3 separate regions of the Mus musculus genome follow, and all the other regions are linked to region 1. The links are chromatin contacts, called in public promoter capture Hi-C maps. All regions are on one chromosome and are shown on one strand. The core of a region is the stretch at or near the end of the contact, and the rest is flanking DNA. Distances in the headings are between cores, read along the strand shown.

The links. Promoter capture Hi-C pulls out the DNA fragments that hold promoters and counts their contacts.
Region 2: a contact with region 1 is called in a promoter capture Hi-C map of cranial neural crest, with 1.8 times the contacts expected there. The contact joins two enhancer-like sites. A contact is called at or near these places in 8 of 39 promoter capture datasets (the HPC-7 cell line, cranial neural crest, embryonic stem cells and 3 more), 1 of 115 datasets of contacts at active chromatin or transcription factors (bone marrow-derived macrophages) and 1 of 9 other capture datasets (embryonic stem cells).
Region 3: a contact with region 1 is called in a promoter capture Hi-C map of the HPC-7 cell line. The contact joins the promoter of Bcas3os1 here to the enhancer-like site in region 1. A contact is called at or near these places in 12 of 39 promoter capture datasets (3T3-L1-derived adipocytes, the C10 cell line, the HPC-7 cell line and 7 more), 1 of 484 Hi-C or Micro-C datasets (nephron progenitors), 2 of 115 datasets of contacts at active chromatin or transcription factors (bone marrow-derived macrophages and embryonic basal ganglia) and 3 of 9 other capture datasets (adipose tissue, liver and pancreatic islet).

What each region holds. Positions count from the first base shown.
Region 1 is chr11:85,490,384-85,494,520 of GRCm38.p6, forward strand. The region is part of intron 13 of Bcas3 (breast carcinoma amplified sequence 3); the gene reads left to right. Among named protein-coding and RNA genes, the nearest start is that of Bcas3, 140 kb to the left of the region's middle. Within about 2 kb of position 2,083, at least 69 of the 459 cell types and tissues checked have an H3K27ac peak or open chromatin away from gene starts, as enhancers often do. A contact at or near this core is called in the HPC-7 cell line, adipose tissue, bone marrow-derived macrophages and 1 more, where this site is marked.
Region 2 is chr11:85,737,435-85,741,571 of GRCm38.p6, forward strand. The region is part of intron 22 of Bcas3 (breast carcinoma amplified sequence 3); the gene reads left to right. Among named protein-coding and RNA genes, the nearest start is that of Bcas3os1, 20 kb to the left of the region's middle. Within about 2 kb of position 1,982, at least 47 of the 459 cell types and tissues checked have an H3K27ac peak or open chromatin away from gene starts, as enhancers often do.
Region 3 is chr11:85,717,290-85,721,426 of GRCm38.p6, forward strand. Bcas3os1 (breast carcinoma amplified sequence 3, opposite strand 1) reads right to left here and starts at 2,455. Exons shown (of 6, transcript NR_045875.1): 1 at 2,408-2,455. All of the region lies in intron 22 of Bcas3 (breast carcinoma amplified sequence 3), which reads left to right. RefSeq lists an enhancer at 782-4,137.

The DNA of each region.
Region 1 (4,137 bases), core at 833-3,332:
AGGAAACATAACAGATTGGCCACTAGGATGATTACAATTTCAAAGGATAGACAGTGGTTGAAATTTGTAAGCATCTGGGAAATGTAAGATGATTGTCATTTTCAAAACAGAGTTTGGCATTGTCAAGCATTTAATATCTGACCACAGCATCTTGCCTTTCCATAATAAACTCATAGAAGTAAAGCAGCCACACAGAAAGTAGTGTTGAATACTGAATAAATAGCAGTCAGTTTGAGTGACAGTGTTCAGAAAGCGGGGACCACTGGAGAATGGATACAGAGACCGCAGCATGTCCTATTCTGTGCTGTAAGCAAGCCAACTGCTGCTGTTGCTTCTGGTGAACAGACCCAGAACTCCTGTGTGGGTGCTCTTTGACAAGGTCTTACACACCGTCTCAGTCCTAAAGCAGGCAGTATGAATTCATTTCAAGAAAGAGGTCTGTGGTTAGCCTGGTGATGGGGAGGCGATGGACAGTTGCACACATTAGCAATACATTTCTGACGCCTCTGTCTTAGTTTTGATAACAACTGTGTTGATGTATTAGACTCATAAAAATGAGCTCTTAAAAATGAATACATTCATTGTAATAAGGCTCAAGAAAATAGGAATATATTCTGATGTATAATAAGAATAACTTAAACATTTGGAAAAATAAGGGACTTATAAACATATACTTAAATATAAGTATATTACAATTTTCTATTTGATAACACAGACCTACTGCAGATTGTAACGTTACAGTAATTATTTTGGGGATTATGACATAGGCTCTGTTGTGCAGCTCAGGCCTGAGGCCTGGCGTTTTGTTGGTGCAGGCATGCCCAGGTCACAGTGTTCAACACTGAAACCGGAGGGAGAGAGCCATAGGCACTTCCATAATCCTAAAAACCTCAGAGTTCAATCTTTTATTCTCTAACTGCTGAGGTTAGGTGGCTGCATGTATGTTAAAGGAAAAAATGAGTCAGAAGTGCAATGTATGTGTGTAATATCGTCCTTCTTTTGAACCTATGTTGGTTACAGATATAGACAACTCTAGGAATGACATCAACTCAATCATCTCTTTTGTTTTCTTAGCGCTGTTTCCTTCAGTGTTTCTCACAGGATGTTTTGTAGTGCATTTTATAAAGATTTACATTCTTGTTTCCTAAATCGGAAGAGTACATTGATGGGGTTGATTATCAGTGTCTTTAAAAAGCCTAAGTGACTGCTGGAGAAATTCATGCTCTAGGGTTAGATGCTTAGGCCGGAAATAGGGAGCGTGCGTTATGTGGCTCTAGCTACAACATGGCAAACAAAAACAAACAAACAACAACAACAAAACCAAAGCTTCCGAGAGGGGGAGAGACAGAGAGACAGACAGATAACTGTGGTGGGAGAAAGCAATTCAGAAGTGGACTCTGTGTACTTGGGGACTTTGAGCTTTGAGACCACTGGTTTTCTATCAATACTGAGATTCTACTTTTTATTTATTTTACAAATTTGACTTTGTGCCACTGAAAGTTTACAAGTATAGGTCAGATATAACACCTTGCAAAAATTAATGATAAAATATAATTGGTAAATCTTGTTTTATGAGTACTACAGTGTGATGTCCCATTAAGACTTGTGTCTGACCCTGTCCTCTGCTTATGACTCTTTTGGAAGAGAGTGTGAATAACTGGTAATTTGTCTTTGAATTCCCGTGTGTGTACATGTTGAAGAACCATTCAATTAGATAGGTGTTATAAATAGGATTTTGGAAAAAAGGGCAAATCATGTTTCCAAGATTTTATAGCCTGTGCTCACTGCTGTTTTGCTAGTCTTTAATTTCACTCTTTGGTCTGACCAGCTTCGCCCATGTGAAAAGACTTAGCTCTGCAGAAGCCACAACAGCCTCAGCTAAGCTCACTCTCTGCAGCCCCCTCAGACGCTAGAGAACACCACGTACTATCAGGGCGTCAGCCCCCACCCGCCAACACTGAAGCTCATCTATCAAACTTGAGGCTTCAAGTGAGCGAGAGGAAGCTTCCAGATAAACACACAGCAGCGCCTAAATAGCTAATCACTCTGGGCTTCCGCTTCCAGGCCCTATAATTAGAAGCCCTTCTTTTCCTTGTATTCCCAGATGACGCAAATGCTTTTTGTGGCTTGGCACCTCGTTTGGGGCGTGGGTTTAGTTTATGGCCAGGCCAGCGTCTGGTTTAGTCTTCTGATGCTGCATAAATAGTTCTCAAGCCGCAGTCTATGCTGTATGACTTTTTCCTTTTATGTATATGTGCTTTAAAACTTGTTTTCCAGAAAAAAAAAAAGAGCTTACTGTTTTCAGTACGTATGTAAAAGAGGAAACTGTATATTAAGAAAAGCACTTGATTCTGTAGACAGGCACTAGCTGTTTCTTCCTTTCCTCTGCCTTTTCAAGTGCTTATGTTCTAAACGTTTTGTGGAGCGTATAGACTCATTACAGACTAGGAAGCCAAATTTGGATGAATGGAAGAGGACAGCATCTGAGGTAGGATTTGTGTGCATATAGAGGTGCAGATGGTAAGGACTATTGCTCTACAAGAGAGGTTGACTTAGAAACAACCAGAAAGACCATATTTAAAATGCTCAGCTGTGATTGCTACTCACATGTAGAACAGTAGTGGCCTGATTCAGTCAGCCCTTCATTTACATGCTCATTCTGAGGAGAATGTTGTGAGTGTACATTTACACACACACACTCACCCTCTCCCTCTCCCTCTCCCTCCCTCCCTCCCTCCGTTCCTCCCTCTCTCCCTCCCTCCCTCCCTTCCTCCCTCTCTCTCTCCCATTACAAAATGTTTCTGTTGTTTGTTAAGTGCCCCAAACTGATTTTTGTGGAAAGGTAGAATCAGAAGATGGCAGCTGAGTTGGCTTATTCAGACTTCTGTGACTGAGCAGAAAGCAGGAGTGGGAACAGCATGCATGCCTTGAGTCTCAGCATGGCTGGGACGGAGCATAGACACACACAGGGTGGCTCTCAGTAAGACAGGCATGTGAGGGCACCTCATGGCCATTCCTAGATATGGTGGGAGAGAACCTAATGTGTCTATTAATTATTACCCATTATTAAATTAATATAATGGTTGCTACTTTTCATTGATTAAAATGTATATAGCCAGAAAAATGGTTAGCCAGGGAAATCTCACCTTTAGATGGACTGTATCCTCCCATGTTAGTGATAGGCCTTACTTCTGTGCCACTTACTCATGCCCTTTATTACTGTGTGTCAACAAAACACTCAACACAATAAAAGAAAAGAACAGACCTTGGAAGTTAGGTGTGTGCAGCATGCACTATGGAACAGTCAATTTAGAATAAAAAGGGATTATTTCTCAGAACAACAGCTTAAAGCTCAATATTAAAAAGAGAATTTTCTTATTTCCCTAGAAGGGCAGATACCATGACCAAGAAGGCCATTTCCATCTGTTGCACTATGGCTCTGCCAACCCTGGGATTTCCTCAAAAACGGGAAACTCAACTGCTAATTTACGGTAGCTGGAAACCGTGTTCTCATTCTTCCCCAGCCCACTTAAAATAATTCTAAAGCGCCAGCCTGTGGTGGGACATGCCTTCCCCCAGCGCTCTTGTGTCATTAGGCTAAAGATTTAGGTGCTTTGGGGATGATGCAGAGGCAGGAGGATCTCTGAGTTCGAGGCCAGCCTGGTCCACAGAGTGATTTCCAGGACAGCCAGGGCTACACAGAGAAACCCTGTCTCGAAAAATGATGATGATGGTGGTGGTGGTGATGATGGTGAGGAAGAGGAGGAGGAAGAGGAGGAGAAGGAGGAAGAGGAGGAGGAGGAAGAGGAGGATAGTTGTAGTAATAGTAGTAGTATAGTAAGAACCCAAAGTAAAAATAAACGTTCTTCTACTCAAGCAAAGAAAAAGTACGCAGACAAGCAGATAAATTAATCAACATGAACTTAAATTTCACTCCACTAATTAATGTCCTACATGAGAATGTAGGGAATGAAATAATTAAAGTCATATTGGATTATAGAGAGATGCCAGTGGTCCATAATTTGACAAAGCGGCACCACGCAGTAGCTTTTCCTGTCCTCCCAGGCAGGAGGATTGAATTTCAGAATTCAGGTTAGCAATTAATACAGGGACTCCTCTACATGATGGGATAATATT
Region 2 (4,137 bases), core at 732-3,231, 250 kb after region 1:
TTTGGCCCTCCCCAAGTACAGAGATGAAGGAAGAGCCTCTATAAATCACTGGAGATTAGAGGCCCTGTTCTTGCCGACTCCGCAGGGTTGCACTGCTTAATGTCAAAGCCTCACGTATTACTTTAACAGCACTCCTTTCTTTATTAAATCCACTTTGAAATATATATATATATATATAAAAGATGATCTTTCCAGTAAGGGGGAGAAGGCTAAAAGGATTTAGAAAGTATCTGTTATGTTACATTACGGAGACTAATAACTGTTTAGGGAATAAGTAACATTTTTGCACCATCTTAAGCCATAAAAGAGAGAGCAAGAGAGAAGTATAAAGGTCCATTCCTTAGAACCAACTTGCTGGAGAGTTTATGTCACCCTGTGTCCTTGCCTTCTAGCTTCTTCAAAGGCTGAGCTGAGGCCCTGGGAAAATGGCGTGAACATTAGTGAGAGCAAGAGCAAGTCTGGGAATACACTTTTGTGGCTAAATGTTTTAGAATTAGGAAGGGCGAGGAGAGGAGAAGAGGAGGGGGCTCAGGAGGGAGTACAGTCAGGGAAAGAGTTCTACTTTTGTACTTAAAAGAAAAAATGCAGACTGTGTTGGTTTGAGGCTAGGCTTATCTCCTTCATCTGACTTTAATGAAGACATATTTCAAGCAGCTGCAACCATGTCAGATGTCATATTTTGGCTCAAAACTTCCACCTTCCAAGTGGGAGGTTTCTTGAGACCTAGAAGTCCATAGTAATTATAAGCTAATTGGCTAGCACTGGCAGCAATCTGATTGTCACAGAGCTGAAGTCGGAACCAGTTTCTATAGGTGAAGTCAGAGTGGCGAGAGCTGCTAATTTGTAAAGCTAATGCTGAGTGCATGGCCTTCATTACGCCATTCTCTCTGCTTACGGGTTTGTTAAAATGTCATAACAGAAAAACAAATCAGTTTGACTAAAATGCTTAGCACTAAATGCAAAAATAAACTTGACGTGAGCTAACATCTTAAATCACCAATTACAGCATTTTAATCTATACTTTCAGAGAGGTCTTAGGATGAACAAAGCCTCACAGAGAATTGGTCGCCTCTAACTTTCTACTAGTCAGAGTCTAAAGGTTCCTTGTATTTGTCTCTTTCAGTCAAATGGCAATTACTTAAGCAGAATTATTTCAAGAGGGCAGGATTCCTCATTAAAAGCCTTCAGAGTCTAAGGAACAAAAAGTGTTCAAGGGATTTTGTTAGCTTGCCTGTTTTAGCCAAGAGCATTTTGTTTTTAAAGTTTCTTTTGTTTATTCAACAAACGATTGACTAACAACTGCTATGCCAGCAGAGCCTTTGCTGGCCGCCAGTGGTAAGATAACTAGTAGCCAGAGCTCCCGCTGTGTGAGGGGCTTGCAAGCTTCAGCAGGCCGGTAAAAATATAAATGAGTCTGGTTGTGGTGATTGGTGCCTGTAAGCTCAGGAGGCTGAGAGAGGAGACCAAGTTCAAGACCAGCCTGAGCTACATAGGAAGATTCTGTTTCAAAGGAGAGAAAAATCGAATGCAGATTAAATGTAAAGTCACAGTGAAGCTTTAAAAGTAAGGGTCAGTTTCAAATGTTGTTGTACTCAATTGAAGGAAGACATTTACTCTATTTGTATAGCTGCCAGAGTATGAGCTAAGGAAAAAGTGTGAGCTTTGAGAGGGGCTGGGAATTTCTATTCTTCAGTTTTTATTTTATTTAATATTTGGTATTTCATACATGAATACAATGTGTTTAGATCTAATGAACCTCTTTGAGCCGATTCTTGCGTTGTTCTGGTATGATGTGATTCCCTTCTGCATTTTCAACTGTAAAAGGGGTTCACACCTTTAAAATGTGGTTCAGATTTCCAAGTGGGGAAACCAGCCTGTTTTGCAGCATTTCCCACCCACTCACTCACAGGTTGAAGCGCTTTCTTCTGAGATACAGTCTGGAGATGCTGTTTCTGCAGAGTCCTGCCACAGTGAATCCACATGGTTCTTCGTTCATAGCAGGCTGTGCTGCACACTAGCTTTCATGGCTCTAGGATGGCTGCCCAGTCTTAAAGTAGCTGCTCTTAAAATAGCTGGAAATGGATGCAAAGTTCAGGTTTAGTTAAAGGGATTTGCAGGCGCTTGCATGTGTGCTCACTTGCATGCCTGTGTGGGTGCTCATGTGACTGTGTGTGTACTCCATAGGACCATTTACACAGGATCCATTGTGAGAGCAAATGCCTGGTGTGGGGGGAGAGGAGGAAGAGGGGGAGGCCTGCACCTAACCATCTTGGAACAGTTGCTCAGAGCAGCATTTAGTGTTTTATTAGGAGAGAACAAGTCTATAAAAGGAACAAGAGGTTCAATCATTACAGAGTGGGCGACAGGAGGCAGCTGCCAGGATGACTTTGAAACCCTTTGCGATCCTAGAAGAGTTGCCACAAGTAACACACTGCAGCTGCTGGGATCCTTCAGTGGAGACGCAGAACTTGGCACCCACTCCTGCAGCAGTGGGACTCTAGGGTCACCAGTGTTTTCTTTAGATAAGTTCCTACCCTGCTCTCACTGCGGTTCCTGTATTCATTCTCTTTTGTTTTCAGGTAGGTTTGAGAGAATTAGAAGCGGACAGCCCCCTAGTGTGATTTAAAGAGAAAAGAAAGATCTTGCATGCTTGGGGGTTGGGCAAGTAAGACTGGGTTGGGAGAACTCAGGGGCTCATCCCACTCTTGCCCACAGTGCCTACACTTAATAAGTTGCCGTAGTTTGCAGACCATTGCTTGCATGATGTCATGAAAGTAACAAAGTGTGTGAGTTTCTTTTTGTGAAATCTACCTGGCATGTCTGTTTCTCATCAGCACATGGAGAGTACTTGCAAAGTTGAACCCCTCAACTTTAAATTTCTCCAATTAAATCCTATAAAGTCAAGCAATAAGCATTGTTCACATAAGCCAGAAGAAAAGTTATTTACGACGGGTTATTCTTGACAAATGTATTATTTGATATGTATGTAAAAAATTTTGATAATGCTTTCTCAAAGAGCCAATGCCAAAGAATGAAGGTTGTTGGCTGGGAGAATTCTTGTGAGCTGTGAGCATGCTCAGAGACCAGCGGCATGTCAGTGACTGCTGATAGGACCCTGGAAGTGATGGGGCCCCAGCCTTATGGGCAGAGGACAGGGTGTGGGAGGGCTAGGAGGTGGGAATGGTAACAGTCACAATGCATATTTAGAAGGTACTCTTCTCACAGCCTATGGAACCGTTTCTGTGCTTCTAACTCCGGGGAGGCTAGTCACATTTCTCCTCCTTTTTTGGTCTATACCGTTTAAAAACCATCCCCATTCCGACTCCTTGGAGAGCTGCGCATACTTCAGCCGTGTTAAGATGGAGAGACAAGTCAGGAACTGTCCTTTAACATCCCCCACCCCCATAGCGGTGTCAAACATGTACAGTGAGTCTTAGTCATGTTTACCCTGTTACCCTCTCTCATCACCCAACCCCCATCATGGAAGCCCTTTTTCCAGGCCCTTCTCCCACCACTTTCAAGTCTTTGTGTATGTATGACTCACTGAGTTGAATAACTGACTGCTTACATGACAAAGAGTTAAAGGTTATTTATTAGAGCATAGATACATGGTCACTTCTATTTGTTTGTTTGTGGCAGGGTCTCAAGCCAGTCTGACTTCAAACTTCCTATATGATCAAAGATGACTTTGAATTCCTTTTGATGTGCGGTAGGTGTGGTATAGTGTATACACACATGAATATGTAGGTGTGCATCTTCGTGCATGTGCAGGCAGAAGCCACAGGAGGATGTCTGGGGTCCTTCTCTGTTAATGTCACTAAAGCCTGAAGCTCACCATTACTGATAGGCTGCCTGGCCTGTCATCTTCCAAGTTCTACCTGACTTTGTCACCTACCACTAGGGTTACAGGTGTATACCTGGCTTTTACATGTGGGCTGGAGATTTTCACAGCTCACATGCCCTCAGGCCATTACCATGTGGTCAGGGATCACCAATGGTCAAGGCCACCGGTTTTGGTAGACCAAGTGCAGAACTGCACATGGCCATATGCTCCCATTCCATCCTGTGCAGTAGGATTCAGGAGATCAACTAGAAATTGTACTTTGGTGGGTCACAGTGTCTGTGACCAAGACAACG
Region 3 (4,137 bases), core at 1,205-3,704, 230 kb after region 1:
AAATGATATAGCTGATAAAGAGACTGATCCTGGCTTTTGACACATCTTCAGTCATTTCTTCACATGCACTCAATCATTTCTTTACAAATATACTCAATCTCTCCTAACTAGAATACTCCAGTAGTCATGCAAGAATCTTAACCAAAATAACTGAAGTTTTCTCATGTCAACGCATTTTTCTCCTCAAAAACCTTAATGAACCAGATGGTGGTACATACCTGTGAGCCTAGCATTCTAGAGTTGGAGGTGGAGGATTGTCAGCTCAAGGCCATCCAGGGCTTTTAGCAAGTTCAAGTCTAACATACACTGTCTTTCAAAGCCAAGGGTTAGGAACATAATTCAGTGGTAAAGGTTTGTGTAACATGTTCAGGACCCTGGGGTTCCATCCTAGAGATGAAAGACAGTTGACTTATATGTTGCTGCCTTTAAATAATGTCTCAATTGAGGTATGATGGAAGAAATGGATCTGGGACCACCCATCATATAATCCAAGAAGTGACAGCCTTGCAACAAATATGAGACCTTCGTTTAGTCTGTTCAAACACGAGCAACAAGCTGCTCAGGGGGCTCATGACTGTTCAGTGAAATGCACATGCCGTGTGCACACACTTCCCAAACTCTTGTTTCCACTTCAGTTCTAACTGATGCTTTCCGTCTCGACTCCCACTTCTTGCCTAGAGGAGCCCTGTGTGTGTGACAGACTTGTTACTAAGCATCTCCCTAGCATGCCTTACCTTCCTAGCTTCATTCATGTGCTCGTGCCCCTCGCCTCTGACGAGCCCTCCTTCCAGCAGGGTCTTCCCCAAAATTCCCATGAACACATCACAAAATGGATTAAGTATTATAGCAGAAAGATGCTCACTCCTTACGCCCTGGCCTTCTAATAAGGGTGATGGGCCTGGGATATGCCCTCTGTCATGTGTTCTGGTCTTACAGGGGAGGAAACAGAGAACACTGGCCAAATATTGACCACTGACTGTCCCATCCTGTTGTAGCATATGGACTTGTGTTTGTAATTCCTCTGAGATAAGATTTTTACCATCCCTTGTAATTTTATTAATCCATTCTAGACTGACAGATGTTGCCATGAGCCTTGAGCTCTTGAGGATTCTTGTTTCATTTCTGATTAGATGATGAGTTTCCTTCTTAAACCCAAGGGTCTATGTATGCACAGCCCTTCTCTCCTAAAGAGCTTGTTTGGGTGCCAGAAAGAACCTTGCTGTTCCCTGGCTGGTACTGGATATCACTTTTCTATATCTGAGCCCTTTCTAACTGGTTCCCTCTTGCAAAGGTAGCACCCAGTATGCTGTCAGTGCTGAAGTAGTAGCAGCTGCTAGATGGGTTTTACTTTTACTTGTGTTTTTATTTTGAAGGGACCTGAGGATAATAAGGGGTGCCCAGAGGACTAATCTGTGGATCTCCATTCTTCTCGAGAGCACACAGAATTTGAGAACACTGAAACTGAGCCAGATAATGACCCAGAGGTCTGCTAAATGTTCCAGGGTGGTTGGCTCTTTGTTCTCACTTATTAGAGTCCAGCTCCGCCTTTCATAGCACAGTAATTGCTGCAGGGCTTGGGCCCAGGTGATCTGTCTCACAGGCCAAGCTGAGGTTGTCTGTTACCGTCCTTTACCGGTCTCTGGCAACAATGGGAAGTGCTACCCCTGAAAGCAGGTTGGTTAGCATCTGGAGCTCAATGAACCTGTTGAACTTTTCCAGCCATTTTGTTTTTTCCTTTCCATCAACCTACTTCTAAGAGGCTCATGTTCTGTTCCAAGGGCACCAGCCTTCGAGTGGGCACTTGTCCATTCCTGGCCTAGGGCAATCAGGTTGGAGATCTCCCGTAGACACCAGACACCCCCTATCTCTCCAACTCTCCTGTTGGCTGATCCCCTTAGTGCTTCTAGGGCACTTGAGGTCATCTTTTGTCCAAAGGAGTGCCACTGTGGCATCTCACCGAGCAGGACTGTGGGTACTCTCCCCATTGCTTTGGACAGACTTGACAATGCCTCTCTGTGTTAAGCACTGTGCGCAGCTCCCTCGAAGTAGGCTGTCATCAGTCCTCACATTTGCCCTGCCGCGGCTGTTCATACACCCGTTTCACAGGTGAGTGTAGGAGAAGTGAAGTAACTTGCTGACGGGTGAGCCGAAAGACCTGGAAAGTCTCCTTCTCCCGCTCTTTACAGAAAGCCCCTGAGACCCCGGTGGTGATTCGTTTACACCAGTGTCCTCAGAGATTCCCAGGTCGCCAATTCAGTGATATGAGCCGAATGCATACAAGAGTTAGTGTGAAAACAGATTGCCACCGCCTTACAAGAAAGTCAGAGAAGCCAAAGTACATTCGACAAATTGGAAGTGAAAAGCTCAAGTAAAAATATTCAGTTTAAGATCATGCGCTGGTACTTACATGAGGTCTATGGAAAATGAGGGAGCCAGCATCGGGTTTCTGGAATATGCAATTTTACAATGGGAACGTGTTATAAAATGTTCAGCCACTGTTGTTTGCCTTGGAATTTAGGGTGAGAGACATGACGGCTGACAACTCTCTTCCTGTTGTAGGTCAGGGCTTCAAGGAACTCTGTAATCTTCCCACCAGCTTTCTTCTCTCCTGGAACTCACGGGTAAAATTAGATGCTGGCTGGACTTCAGTAGTTGAAGGCTTTCAGAAGCCAAGTCAGACAACTGCAACGGCTGCTCTCTCACAGCCCCACGTCGGGAGACACTCTGTACAGACTAACACAGTTTAGTAAACTGATAAGTGTCCTGACAGTCACTGCGTAATAAACAAAACAATGCCACAGGCGTAGAAGGGAGTTGCCTTCCTGTGGGTAACCTCAGAAACAGGGCAGGCTTGGGGGTCTCTCTATTCACATCTCTCTGTTGCTCCCCAAATGTGATGTATACTAAGCTTAAAAAAACAAAAACAAAACAAACAAACAAACAAACAAACAAAAAAACCCTAGACACCCCATGTGAAGATTCAGTTGGAATTGTTTTATGCATTTGAATAGACTCTGAGAGGCAGACATGGTGAAAGGGGTGTGGGAAGAGACCATTGAAAGAGTGAGTGTGCTCTGCTCGCAACCCAGCCTCGGACACATTTATCTAATTTGACACATTTTGCCTGGAAGTCACAGGAATAGACTGAGGTCCCCACCCCACCCCCCCTTGCCCGACTCAGAATATAAAGAGCCAGAGACTAAAACCAGACTAAAAAGGGCTAACCCATTAGGGAAGTACCTCCCTGGGGAGCGGGTGGGCAGGGGAAGGAGGTTAGATGGCAGTTATTAAACACTGAATCAAGAATCTGCTCTGCAGAGCTGCTGCCCCGGGAAGCCTTTCTTCCCAGGCTGAGGCCTGAGCTGGCCAGGAGCAGGGGCTCTGCTTATTCTCCGCTGCAGGATGCTACCCCTTGACCCTTTATAAGGCAGCCTTGCTTGATTACTCCTTTTAATTCCAGGCTCAAAACAGCTTGTAAAGTTGTGTTGTTTTTTCTTTTTATCATTCCTCCCCAGATTGTGTGGGCCACACTGTAGCAAGATTTCCCCTCTGTCCACATCTGTTTTCCAACCTCATTACTCTTCAGTTATTACATTAAAAAAAAAAAAAAGCTGTTTATTTCTTCCCTGCATGTTTTCCCCCCGAGTTTCAAAACCTAAAATGGTAACTGATGTGCTGTTGGATGGGACCATCTTCATGATCTCGGGTGGACATGCTGGTCTTCGCATAAATGCACAGGAATAGATTGAACCTTCTTGTTTGAACTAGCTATGCCTGAGTCAGGGGTCACAGCTGGGCCAGAGCCTGGCAGGCTTCTGGTTCTAGAATCTGGGCACAGAGGTTCATGCTTAATCGCCCTTGAACTTGAGAGGCTGAGACAGGAGGATCAGAAGTTTAAGAGCACCTTGGCTACCTCCAGTATTCTAAGGCTAGCCTGGACTACCAACGCCTCGAATGTGTTCTTTCGGAGGTATCCGGAGATGGCATAGCAACTGGTGTGGCGTTAGCATGACTCTTCGGCACTTTAGGCTTAGTTTAACGATTCAAAGATAGAAGGAAACAGGCAGAGCCCTAGTGTTTAGGGTGGGCTTTGTTTTGGTTTTATGAAGCCAGAGGTGGTTTTGTTCTTTAGGGGGG